2 separate regions of the Mus musculus genome follow, and region 1 is linked to region 2. A link is a contact called in public Micro-C data. All regions are on one chromosome and are shown on one strand. Each heading gives the region's core, a stretch centred on a gene start, on an enhancer-like site or on the middle of the called end of the contact. The rest is flanking DNA. Distances are from core to core; before and after follow the strand shown.

Region 1 (6,613 bases), core at 1,914-4,413, 150 kb after region 2:
GCCTCTGGAACACGGGGGAAGAGAGAGTCAGGGCAGGAGACAGTGGGCAGGGTGGGTGGTGTCAGGGCAAGCTGCTCCTTTCCCCTCACTCCCAAAGGCCTAGGCAGCTGTCACCTTGGGTGCCTCTTCCTCCAGTTGGGTCTCTAGGTCATTCCAGGTGTTGTTACTCCGTGTCCTCACAACTACCTCACGACAGCGACGGACTCGTGGAGGGACAAAGAGCAGCCATAAGCTCACATCCTGTAGGCCACAATAGTGTGAGACGGGGCCAGGACTAGGCAATACCTGCTCCCTACCCATCCTGGACATACTTGCTGGAAAGCCACCCCATGGGGCTGCAGCTCCAGGACACTACTAAGCAGGAAGTCATGAGGTCCCAGAGAGACCAGGCCTGGCTCGGGCAACCAGAGTCGATAGTGGATGGTGACAGGCGTGGTGGTGGCTCCTGCTGGAAACTGTAGGCGGACACCACAGGCCAGGGTCACAGAACAGCCATGGGGAGTCACAAGGAAGCTGAGTAAGAAGAGAGGTAAGAGGGCTGAGAGACAAGGTACCCCAGTGTGGCCTGGGAGGCAGGGGAGACGATGTGTTCTAGCCACATTCCCACCAATACCTGTCCAAATCTGAGGTCAGCAATAGCCTGGGCATTTCTGGAACCTGGGATATGTCTGCACAAGGGACAGGTGACAGTCAGAATGGTGATGTGCCTTCACCCTCTCACAGCCTGGCTATACCCCATGCCAAGCCTACCTGGGGGACTTGGGGGTGCTGGAGAGGCCTCGCCCAGAGGGTTCCCCTGCAGGCGCACAAAGGGAGCGTCTAGTAACTCAGCAGGCAGGTCTCGGAGCCGGTTGTCCCTCAGGTCAAGCCGAGTGATCAGTGGCAGGTGGACCAGGCCAGTGGGCACTGAGGTCAGGAGGTTGCTGTGCAGAACAAGGAGCCGCAGGGACCGCAGCCCCGCTGCAGGCAAGTGCTGGCTTAGGGCTACTCATGGTGGCCCTGTGACAAGAACACTCAAACTAAAGGCTTCTGGCTCTATCACAGGGTGGGACAATGACACACGTGAATTATAGGCAACCAAGAGGTAGAAAGAAAAGGGACATCTGGAAGCAGTGAAGGTTCCCAGGGCAAGAGCACACGGTTCAGGGGCCTCTGTGGAAGAAGGGGGGACAGGGTCCTAAGACTTTAGGTTGCAGGGGGGGTGGGCACATGGGAGTGGCGCTCTGGGCAGTAGCTGAGAGTCGCTCAGTACTGGTTGGTGAAACAAAGCTGACACCGTAGCTACTCACCGAGGGAAGCTGGGAGACTCTGCAGCCGGTTGGAGGCCAGATTGAGCTCACTGAGGCTGCGCAGGTTTCCAATCTCAGAGGGTATGGTGTCTAGAAGGTTCTCAGAGAGATCGAGACGCTGAAGGGTGGACAGGGACCCGAGTGTTAGGGGTAGTCTTTCTAGGCGGTTGTGTGTCACGGTGAGGAAGGTAAGGGCGGGCAGTGCCCCCAGGGCCTCGGGCAGCTCTGAGAGATGGTTGTGAGAAAGCAGCAACGCATCCAGGCCGTGCAGTTCCGGGACACAGGTAGGCAGCGTCTCCAGCCTGTTGAAGCTCAGGTCTAGGTGAGCCAGGCAGGCCAAATCACTCAGGCCAGCAGGCAGAGTGGTCAGGGTTCCATGGAGGCAGGCACCCAGGGCACCCCGGCTCTGGCCACCTGGAAGTGGGGAAGACAGCTATAGCCCTCAAGAGTTGGAGTCTCCCCCATTCAGCGCTGTCAGAGAAAGCCTCCCTTTTAAGCCAGCCAGAGGGACAAAGAAGACACCAGCTCGTAGAAGCTGACAGCATCACCCCAGGAAAACTGGGATCTACAGAGACCCGGCTGGGCACATTCAGGGTTCTAGGCTCAGGAGACAGAGCCCAGCGAGCCTCACTTTGGGGGAGGAAGGTGATAGGGCTAAGGACAAGGGACAGTTGTGGGGTAGGGGTTCACACCTGATGTGCGGGGAGAAGAGAGGTTTGGAGTTAGGGCTGGGACAAGGATGGCCTTTGTGTCCAAGAAGTAGAGTCAAAGCTGGACAGAGATGAGGACAGGGTCAGGAAGGAGCAAGGGTACTCACCTTTGAGGACCAGGGAGCGAAGGCGCAGCAGACTCCACGGAACCTTGGCTAGGGTGTCATCCAGCAGCTGAGGGTCCTCATGGGTGCTGAGCCGCAAAAACTCCACTTGCAGCAGCTGTGGGGGCTGCTGGGAACACAGGTACTGTAGCCGATGGCAGCCCCCTGGGCGTAGGTCCAAGTTCAACTGGTTCCCAGCCGGGAGAAAAGGTGCTCCAGGCCCGGCATCCACAGCCTCCAAGGTGGATGTTGCAGCATCCTCTGCAGCAGCTGCAGTTTCCTCCGGCTCCTGCCCCTCCAACACTGCAGCCATCACCCATGGAAGGTCCTCGGGGACCAGACATGTCCCAGCTTGCCAAGCAAGCCTGCTTAGGCAAGGCTGATAGAAGCTGGAGAAGCAGGGGGAGGAGTAGGCTGTAGGGGACCAGCTCCCCCTCCAGGTCAGAGCAACAATAACTCAGCTTGGAAACCCGGGAGCTCTTGAGACCACCAGCCCAAGAACCCTGGGCACAAGGGGTAGTGAGTGGAGTGGTCACTGCAGCCCTACGGCTTGCATCTGTGCTGGATCCTTCTGCCTGGGAGGGGCACCAGGCAGGGCGACTCTGAACAGCATAGCTTGGAGAACTCTGCTTAGATCAAGGACAAGGAGAGGGTTTCCACCTCAATTCTGGAATCTGCCCAAGTGATCCCTGATCCCTACAGGGCTCTGGAAATAAGGACACACTTTCTATCTTCACACCCAAATGCATGGGGAGAACCCAGAACCTTCTTCCACTGCAGACGTTCACTGTGCCCGAGAGGGTCAGTAAACAGTGCGAAGGGGAGCCAAGAGGACTTTGGGGTTCTTGTGCTAGGGTCCCATATCGCGGTCCCTAGTAGACACTCTTGAGCCACAATTCCCAATTCACACCTCCGTCAAATGGGGAAAGCAGAGGGGGTCTCGGTAGGTGAGGAATCGCTTTGGTCCCGCCTCTGGAGCAAACTTCCCGCCTCCCATTGAGTACCTGCCACGCTGATCTCCCCGCCAGTCTAGGCGCGCTCTGTGCTGCCTTCCCGCCGGCGCGCTTCCGGGCGGGCCACCCGTCGGGCTCCGCCCCTCCGGGCTAGCCAGTAGGAATTCTCCGAGGTTCTTATGGCTCCTTCCTTTTCTGTTGTTCGCACTAAGGGAAGCCGGTGACCCGCAGGAAAACTTACACTTTCAGATCTCTGCAACCCCAGACCTGTGGTGGCACTGCATAGTCTGGGTCTCAAGTGCATTCTAAGACAGGAATTTTGGGTTAACAGAGTATTGTCACACTCCTTGCTAGAAGCTAGAACCTTGAATGCTGGCTTCCTGGGGGGAACCGCTCTAGGAAAGTAGTTCTCAGTCTGTAGGTCGCGACCCCTTTGACAAACTTATATCTCCAAAAGATATTTACACTGTGATTCATAACTAGCAAAATTACAGTGATGAAGTAGCAGGAATAATTTCATGGTTGGGGTCACCACATCATGGGAACTGTCAAAGCATTAGGAAGGTTGAGACTCAGAGTCTCCAGGACTTCCATCTCAGGCTTTGCAGTGAAGTCCAGCTTATTGGAGCTAACCATTGATCATTACTGTGGGCCAACTCCCTACCTAGGCAGTGAGTTGCCTGGCTTTTCCTCCCTGACTTAGGTGGGTCTCAACACAAACAAACTTGAGATAGAAGTTCTTGCCTGCTGGGCGTGGTGGGCACTTCTTTAATCCCAGCACTCGGGAGTTCGAGGCCAGCCTGGTCTACAAAGTGAGTTCCAGAACAACCAGGGCTATACAGAGAAACCCTGTCTAGAAAAACCAAAAAAGAACTTGCCTAAGTCCTTTAGTTGATTAATATTGAAGCCAACACCCAGAATCCTCAGTGGAGCTGGTGGACTGGAAATGACCAAGTGACTGTTCTACAGTCTAAGTGATGGGCAAGCTTCCTGCAAGGCCTCTCTGCTTCCATTCTAGCACCTGCCTCTTTCTCACTGTTTCCATAAAGGTGCCAGATGGTGCTTTATAAAAACCAGCCCCAGGGGCTTAGTCTAATTGTGCTCACCTCAAGTGCAGTGCCTTTCTGAGATGGGAGAACTGCTGCCCCGGGCTGCACAGCAAGACCTGTCTCAAAAGCAATCATCCTAGGAATATTCCTTAAGTTTATATTAATGAGCATGGTGGTATTTGCCTTTAATCTGCAAATGAGCTCTTCACCATTGAGCCATCTCTCCAGCTATTTTGGGTATTATTTTACAGTTAAAAAAAAAAAAATCACAGCCGGGCAGTGATGGCACACACCTTTAATCCCAGCACTTGGGAGGCAGAGGCAGGCGAATTTCTGAGTTGGAGGCCAGCCTGGTCTACAAAGTGAGTGCCAGGACAGCCAGGGCTACACAGAGAAACCCTGTCTCGAAAAACCAAAAAATAAAAATAAGTAAAATTCACGACAGTTGGTGGTGGCTAATGCCTTTAATCCTAGCACTCTGGAGGTGGAGGTAGATAGGTGGATCTCTGAGTTAGAGGCTAGCCTGGTCTATAGAACAAGTTCCAGGACAGCCAGGGATACACAGAGCAGCCCTGTTTTAAACAAACAGAAAAGTCACAACATAAAAAATCATGCCAGGGGCTGGAGAGATGGCTCAGAGGTTAAGATAGTTCTTCCAGAGGTTCAATTCCCAGCAACCACATGGTGGCTCACAAACATCTGTAATGGGATCCGATGTCCCCTTCTGCTGTGTCTGAAGAGATCAATGGTGTTAAAATAAATAAATAAACCTTAAAAAAAAAAAAATCGCCTGGCGGTGGTGGCGCACACCTTTAATCCCAGCACTTGGGAAGTAGAGGCAGGTAGATTTCTGAGTTCGAGGCCAGCCTGCTCTACAGAGTGAGTTCCAGGACTGCCAGGGCTACACAGAGAAACCCTGTCTTGTATAAAAAAAAAAAAAAAAAAAATCATGCCAGGTATGGTGTGCGTGTCTTTAATTCCAACCAGTACTATGGAAGCAGAGGCAAGTGGATTTCTGTGACAAGCCAAAGTTACATGATAGGTCAATGTCTCAAAATTAAAGAAAATAGAAGTGTGGAGAAATGGCTCAGCAGTTAAGAGCACTTGCAGAATAATTTGGTCCAGTGGCCAGCATCAGTAACGGGCATCTCACAACTGCCTGTACCTCCAATTCCAGGGGAACTGATGTCTTCTTCTGGCTCCCAAAGGCACTGCACACAATGTAGTGCACATGCAAACCAAGGTGGGACACACACATTCACATCTTTTAAACAAATCACTAGGTGTGGTTGCCCACACCTTTAATCCCGGCACATAAGAGGCAGATCCTGGGGCTGGAGAGATGGCTCAGCAGTTTAAGAGCACCGACTGCTCATTTTTTTTTTTGTTTTGTTTTGTTTTGGTTTTTTTTTTGTTTGTTTGTTTGTTTGTTTGTTTGAGACAGGGTTTCTCTGTATAGCCCTGGCTGTCCTGGAACTCACTTTGTAGACCAGGCTGGCCTTGGACTCAGAAATCCGCCTGCCTCTGCCTCCAGAGTGAGTGCTGGGATTAAAGGTGTGTGTCACCACGCCCAGCTTTTTTTTTTTTTTTTTTTTTAAAGAGGCAGATCCTGTGGATCTCAGGGAATGGAAGTGAGAAGGGGAAGAGAGGTCTCCAGAGCCTAGTGTAGAGACAGTTTTTTTGAAACAGGGTCTCTCTGTGTAGCCTTGGCTATCCTAAACCTGCCATTCCCTCCCAAGTACTGGAATTAAAGGCATGCAACACCCTCTCCCAACGAGGCAAAGGTTTACTTTTTTTCTTTTAAATATTTACCTATTTGTTTTACATGAGTGTTCTGTCTTGATACACACCAGAAGAGGGAATCAAATCCCATCACAGATGGTTGTGACATGTGGGTGCTGGGAATTGAACTCAGGACCTCTGGAAGAGCAGTCAACGTCCAAACTATTAACCCCTGAGCCATCTCTCCAGTCAAAAAGCTTTTGATCCCAACACTCTGGAGGCAGAGGCAGGCGATCTCGTGAGTTCTTGGCCAACCTGGTCTACATAGAGGTCCAGGATACCCAAGAGTATATAGAGAAACCTGTCTCAAAAGAAAAAAAAAAAAGGAGGATGTTTCTAGATATGGCCGTAATCACTAGGACCCAGAAAGCTCGCCCAACTTTTCCAAACCAGCTGAACTTGGGAGCCATCAGCCCCAGCCCAACTTAGGACCTCTGTTGCCCAAGAACAGGAAGGACCCATAGCACCACAGTTTGAACCAATAGCCGCCCACCCAGCCCACGTGCAACAAGAAAAAGCTAGAAGGGAGCACACTTCCGGTATGAAGGTCTTACAGTGAAGCGTCATGGGATTTGTAGTTCGCCTTAATAAGACCAGGGCGGGGCCTTCGCGCTGCATTTTGGGAGCTGTGGAGCCGAGTAGCATGCTGGGGACGCGAGGCGTTAAAGGGGTTTGAACGCTACGCCCGTGCCCGCATGGATTTCGGGAGACTCTCGTCCATGTTGC
Region 2 (6,583 bases), core at 466-2,965:
TGGAATGTTGGTGAAATTACATGAGTATTTTTACTTAAAAAAAAAACAAACAGAAATACAAGAAAAGGTTTTCGTTCGAATCCTAGGTGTAGGATATGGGGGTGCTTTGTACTTTCCGCAGCAGCTGACTATGATTTGCCTCGTGCTCTAGCAGAGGCATGGTTTTGCCAGCTGCAGATAGTTTCTGCAATTGTGTGATGTTTGGAATTCTGGGAACTTTTCAGTTATATAAATGCCAGGGCCCCGAGAGGTGGGGTGTGGTGGTTGATGTTTGGGGGAGCCGGGGTTGGATGCTGTCTGTTAGTAGTCTAGTAGTCATGCTCAAAGAAGAAATAAAGGGATCTCTCCCACCTCCCCTCTCTCTTTCTTTTCCTCCCATCTAGTGATAGGGGGTGTAACAGGGGGAGGGGAGATAAAGGGTGGGAGAGAGAAGAACCCACAAAGTAGCAAATACCAACTACAGTCTACCTCCACTTGAAGATAGCCCTTTAGTCACAGGACTCCAGGTAATCTCTCTCAGCATTAGTAAGCCCATATACAAAAATTCTTTCATCAGCATAGTCCCCAGGTACTTTCACTGCAAGGGCTCCCAATCTTCCAGGGACTGTCCTTGCTGCTGTCTCTTCTCCTGTCCTGATTCTACAGTGTCCTCTCAACCTGTGCTGTCCTGTTCCAGCCTAGGTTCCTGTGCTGGCACAGAGAAAAGTATGGCCTCCAGATGTGGCTTGGGAAAAGAGCCCCCATGTGAGAGTTCTCTCAGCTCAGAGAGTCCTTGTCAGGTAACCCTGGTAGTCAGCGTGCCATACAGTATCAAATGCAAGGAAGCTGAGGGTCAAGATAGGAAGTGGGGTAACCACTCAGCGGCCCACAGAGGATGGTTAAGGCTTAAGGCTGAACCAGACATGGTGGTCCACACTCTTTAATTCCAGCACTCCGGAGACAGAGGGGAGGCCGAAGGATCTGAGTTCAGTGCTAGCCTGCTGTACAGAATAAGTTCTAGGACATACGCAGGGAAACCCTGCCTTGAAAAGTCAACAACAACAATAATAAAATTAATAATAATATATTAGATAAAAAGTTAAGACTGGGCCTTGGAGGTGCCAATTATCAATTTCACCATGGTCCGCTTAAGCACTGACTGATGGAGACTTGGGAAGAGAGATGGTGAGAAAAGTAGGGCCAGCCAAGGCCTGGATCCCAAGAGTTGCTGCACATCTGCCCACAGAGAATGAGCTTGGTGTGCTGCTCAGTATTGCTAAGCCCAGAACCGTTAGTGAAAGAGGCGAGGAGCCTTTAACCTGTTCCAGAACCAGAGCTGATGGTTTCCCACGTGGGAAGGACCCCAGTGCAGGAGTATAGATAGGTTCTCCACATCCTCCAAGGTATCTTGGAGAGCCGCTTTTGACAGGTAATTTAGTGGCCTGTCTCCTGGCCAGGATGGGATGGCTGGCTCTGACGAATCTGGTCCAGACAACCTGCTTTTCTACCTAGGTTTCTGGAAGCACAAACTAGCCCCGATGAGGGGACACATCAGCCGCTGCTTAGCCTTTTTATGCCAGTCACTTCGCTCATTTCTCTTGAATTGAAGCATTTCTCCCTCTGCCAATTTCCTAGAGTTCAGAAATTCAAGCCGGGGCGGGGCGGGGCTGGACGCGCTGGGGGCGGGATTCCGGGTAGCCCCTGCCTGCAAATCCCCAGGCTCAGCGCCTCCCGGAGCGGGTTCAGCAGTGGCACCATGGGGAACAGCAGCGCTACTGAGGACGGTGGGCTGTTGGCCGGGCGTGGGCCAGAATCCCTGGGGACTGGCGCCGGGCTTGGGGGCGCGGGCGCGGCGGCGCTGGTGGGGGGCGTGCTGCTCATCGGCTTGGTGTTGGCAGGGAACTCGCTCGTGTGCGTGAGCGTGGCCTCCGAGCGCACGCTGCAGACACCCACCAACTACTTCATCGTGAGCCTGGCTGCTGCCGACCTCCTCCTCGCGGTGCTGGTGCTGCCTCTCTTTGTCTACTCCGAGGTGAGCCTCGGTGCGCTCTTCCCCTACCTCCACTGCTCCCAGCCCCCCAGCCCCAGCGCAGTTTCGCGCTTGGACCCTCAGCCACCTTGAGCCAGGGTGTTTGCAGGGACGTCAGGTCTCCTCACTCCTGACTATCCACTCTCTCCCGCTCTTCAGAATCTTTCGCCTACTTTTCCTCTTGTCCGTCACCCTACCATCCTCTGGATTCCTTCCTACTCTGTCTGAGAGCTACCTACCCAGAGAGGACTCGTGTCCCTAAAACCAAGAATCGCAGAAAATTGTCCTTCCTATTTAAGCCCTGGCTTCCACTGCAGAAATGCTGCATCCCCCAGCCTGTGGCAAAAAACAGCTAGCTAGACAGGCGAAAGTGCAGACACGCAGCATCAGCATCACTACCGATGACTACTGCCTTTTGGGAACACACACACACACACACACACACACACACACACACACACACACACACCCCAGCCTGTGCCAGCTCACTCTCACCCTTCGGAAGAAGCCCAAAGCCTGCAGCCACCCAGCTCCCAGGAGCTCGGAGCAGCAAAGGGTGAAGGCAGAGAGGCCTGGGCAGGATACTGAACCTGAGGGGCCGCTAAAGGGAGTGGGTTCAGGACCTTTTGGAGACTCCTGGAACACAGACACCCCAGATCAGGTCTGGCTCGTAGGTGGGTCTGCTGTGGTTACTGGCAATTCTTATCTGCCCACGGTTTGGGCAGGGTGGGGTGGGGTGAATGGTATTTCTAAAGAAGACCCTGAGTTCTGGAGCTGGAGCAGAGGCCAGTGGCCACACTTGACCCCAGGTCCTCCCCAAGGCACAGACGTCACTGTGATGATTCTTAAGCTCATAATCATCCCAAATCAGTGTGAAGGGATTTGGGGACGGCTGGTTTGAGACGGCTGTGTGCTCCTTTGCCCTTGAAAAAGAACACTCCGTGCAGCAGATTCACAGACAGCCCGGCGAGGTCTTTGTATTTTTAGGACACATTTGTCCTCAGGACAATTGCCATGTGTCCAGCAAGTGAAGAGACCTATCCAAAGCCCCACAGCAGTGACAGTTCATGCAGGGAGGATAACTCGAGTCTTGGAGGTGGGTAGGATTTGTGTTTAGGGGGCCAGGCTTAAGAATTTAGGGCCTCCTCTCCCCTAGATGTTATCAACCCCCCTGGGTCTTACCCAAGCTTCTCACATAACCAAAGAAGACCTAAGTCAAGAGGCAGGTCTGTTTGCACGTTCTGTCTCCAACACATGTCTCAGGCTCACATCGGGCTTGTATGCCCCCTTCCCTCTAATACACAGCCCTCGATTCCCCTCAACAAGAGTGGGGGTCAGCAAGTCCGCGGCTCAAAGGTCAGGCAGGTCTTGTGTTTCATTTCTGCAAACTCTGCGTGGCCAGGTCCAGGGTGGCGTGTGGCTCCTGAGCCCCCGTCTCTGTGACACGCTCATGGCCATGGACGTCATGCTGTGCACCGCCTCCATCTTCAACCTGTGCGCCATCAGCGTGGACAGGTGGGTACCCCGGACGACCCCTCTCCCAGTCCCACCTCCGGGTTAGCCGCCCCACTCGGCAGCTTCACCGCTCCTGTGCTCCTCTAGGTTCGTGGCCGTGACCGTGCCGCTGCGCTACAACCAGCAGGGTCAGTGCCAGCTGCTGCTCATCGCCGCCACGTGGCTGCTGTCCGCCGCGGTGGCTTCGCCAGTGGTGTGTGGCCTCAATGATGTGCCCGGCCGCGATCCGGCCGTGTGCTGCCTGGAGAACCGAGACTATGTGGTCTACTCGTCCGTCTGCTCCTTCTTCCTGCCCTGTCCGCTCATGCTACTGCTTTACTGGGCCACTTTCCGCGGCCTGCGGCGCTGGGAGGCAGCCCGGCACACCAAACTTCACAGCCGCGCGCCGCGCCGACCCAGCGGCCCCGGCCCGCCGGTGTCGGACCCTACTCAGGGTCCCTTCTTCCCAGACTGCCCACCTCCCTTACCCAGCCTCCGGACGAGCCCCAGCGACTCCAGCAGGCCGGAGTCAGAGCTCTCTCAGAGACCCTGCAGCCCCGGGTGTCTGCTCGCTGATGCAGCTCTCCCGCAACCTCCTGAGCCGTCTTCCCGCAGAAGGAGAGGCGCCAAGATCACGGGAAGGGAGCGCAAGGCAATGAGAGTCCTGCCGGTGGTAGTCGGTGGGTTCCTGTCCTGGGACAAGAGTTGATAGAGGGAGGGAGGGAGGGAGGGAGGGGTCCCGGGAGCTGAGGCCGGGGACAGGGGGAGGGTCCAGGTTGGAAGGGTGAAAAGTGGGGGGTCCTGGGTGAGGGACCTGGAGTGCGGGTGTACAGGCTCACGCCGCCCATCCCCAGGGGCCTTCCTGGTGTGTTGGACGCCTTTCTTCGTGGTGCACATCACGCGGGCGCTGTGTCCGGCTTGCTTCGTGTCTCCGCGCCTGGTCAGTGCCGTCACCTGGCTAGGCTATGTCAACAGTGCCCTCAACCCCATCATCTACACCATCTTCAACGCGGAGTTTCGAAGTGTCTTCCGCAAGACTCTCCGTCTCCGCTGCTGAAAGGATGTCCTGCAGAGGTCAAGGAGTTCCAAGACTGTGTGCAGAGTGCGCTGGCGCGCATTCTTTCAGTCTGATTAAACGAAATCTTTTCTAACCACTTATGAAGGCTGGGGGTTGGGAAAAAGAAAAGAAAAGAGGAAGCTCTTTTGTCTGGATGATGCCCCCCCCCGCCCCTGCCCCAGTTAACTTCTGTCTTTGAGGATGCTCAGTTCAGCTCCAGGAGGCAGGAGGCTTCTGAAGTCTCTGCCCCAGAAAAGTAGGGGAACTACTACATCTGCCTTAGTTTCCCCTCACTATGAAAAGTGACCAAGTGTCCTAGAAGAGGAGCTAGAGGAATTTCCTGAGGCTGCTGGGTCCTCAGGATCCTATCCAGGCCAACTCTTGCTCCTTGGAGAGCTAGGGAGGGAGGGCTCTGCTGTCATTGAAGGGGTGGTGGGTATCCTATTTTGGAAACTTTCTGAGTACAGCACACATAGCTTTCTACCAGCCTTTCTCCAAAAGGTGCCTGAAACTCAGCACTGACCAAGTTCCTCAAGGTGCCCTCTGGAAGGGAGCCCTCCACTCAGACCCACCCAGTCTGCCTTTATTTACCCTATGTATGTCCAGCATCTGGGTATCTATGTGACCAGGCGGCAAGGTTCAAGGCTGGACTAAGGGGCCCAAGCAGCCAAGGTGTTGGGGCTCCTTGGCCAAGGCCCAGTCCTACAAGAAGAGGTGATTCCTGATAGGGACTGCCTACCCTAACACTTTTCCCTCCCCCGTCCTGTTATGGGAGAGATGTGACTCAGGGCTGCTGTGGGCAGGAGTGCAGGGGGTCTGTGGGGGGGTGGTCCTAGGCTGGGGTCCCACATCAAAGGCAGCTGGCACAATGTGTCACACTCTGTTCTCAATATTGAGGAATAATGAGCTGTGAGTGCTACAGTAGTAGCACCCCCCCCCCCACACACACACATTTTATACTAGCTCTGGTTGAACAGGGACAATTCCCCAGCACAGAGGGAAATTGCCATAAGGCCTCACTGGGCTCTAGATGCTCATGCCCCTGCTGTGTCATCTGTTGACCTTCCAGGACCAGCATGCTCCTAAGGGGCCAATGGGGTCTTGGGTTCATGTCTGTCCACATAGAGTCTAGTATTAGTGGAACTGAGGCTCCCTTAAGTTTTGCCCCTGGAGACCCTAGGATACCAAATGTGCCTGGCCTTTGCTGATTTCCACTGAACTGAAAGGCTCTACAGATACAAAGGTAAGGTTGAAACTCATGTGAGGGGGACAGAAGTCTCTGGAAGCTTGGGAAACTAAGCCCCAAGGGCCCATGCCCCTAGACCTTTTGAGTTTCTTCCTTAGAGGAAAGGGAAACAATAAATTGGATGAATTCCAGGTGGCATGTGTCACTCATCCATTGCTCTTGGGTGGTCACTACCCCAAAACCCATCTTGGTGTTCTGGGGCCCTCATTTGGTGACACTCCTTGGGGGTAGATGCCATGGATGCCCCTGCAGGCTGTCCCATAGGGTTGGGCATTTCCTTGATGACTTTGCCATTTTGGTCTTGTTTTCCTGCCACTGTTAGTATTAAACTGAGCTGTATAATCTCAGCTAACTGCATGCATGGTCTGGGTGGCTAGTTACAGCTGAGGGCTTCTCTGCCACCAGAAAACAACGGCAAGGCTCCTCTTGCTCAAAGGGTTGGAGAGGCCCAAGGCTTGATTCCAATTAAATAGGATGGTCACGGAGACCTTATTCAGTAGAAAGGCCTCAGGTGCCCGACTCCCTTTTAAGGCAGGGACCCCACAGTCTTGGCATCTTCTTACTCACATGCATGCCCCTCCCTCAGCTACCCTTGTGATTCACCTTCAGGGAATCTCAGGGCTGGGTGCAGGACCTTCTGGCAGAAGGAAGAACGGTTCTCTGCCCAGTGTGGGGTTAGCCATAATTTCTTACACATACCAGAGTGTGAAGCTGGAAGATACTTTTATCTCACAGGGTCTGTTTTAGAAGTAGGTATGAGAATTGGTGAGTCTATAAA

What was found. A called contact is a pair of places that touch in the nucleus more often than the background predicts.
Region 1: a contact with region 2 is called in a Micro-C map of embryonic stem cells, with 1.9 times the contacts expected there. The contact joins the promoter of Pidd1 here to the promoter of Drd4 in region 2. A contact is called at or near these places in 6 of 39 promoter capture datasets (cranial neural crest, embryonic stem cells, liver and 2 more), 1 of 484 Hi-C or Micro-C datasets (embryonic stem cells), 4 of 115 datasets of contacts at active chromatin or transcription factors (bone marrow-derived macrophages, effector CD8 T cells, embryonic stem cells and 1 more) and 3 of 9 other capture datasets (adipose tissue, liver and pancreatic islet).

The regions. Positions count from the first base shown.
Region 1 is chr7:141,440,862-141,447,474 of GRCm38.p6, forward strand. Pidd1 (p53 induced death domain protein 1) reads right to left here and starts at 3,164. Exons shown (of 16, transcript NM_022654.2): 1 at 3,108-3,164; 2 at 2,107-2,492; 3 at 1,290-1,703; 4 at 751-960; 5 at 614-668; 6 at 312-513; 7 at 115-240; 8 at 1-4. The coding sequence starts at 2,416.
Region 2 is chr7:141,290,303-141,296,885 of GRCm38.p6, forward strand. It overlaps Drd4 (dopamine receptor D4), which reads left to right and starts at 1,716. Exons shown (of 4, transcript NM_007878.3): 1 at 1,716-2,011; 2 at 3,411-3,523; 3 at 3,611-4,182; 4 at 4,357-6,162. The coding sequence starts at 1,736. The coding sequence ends at 4,559.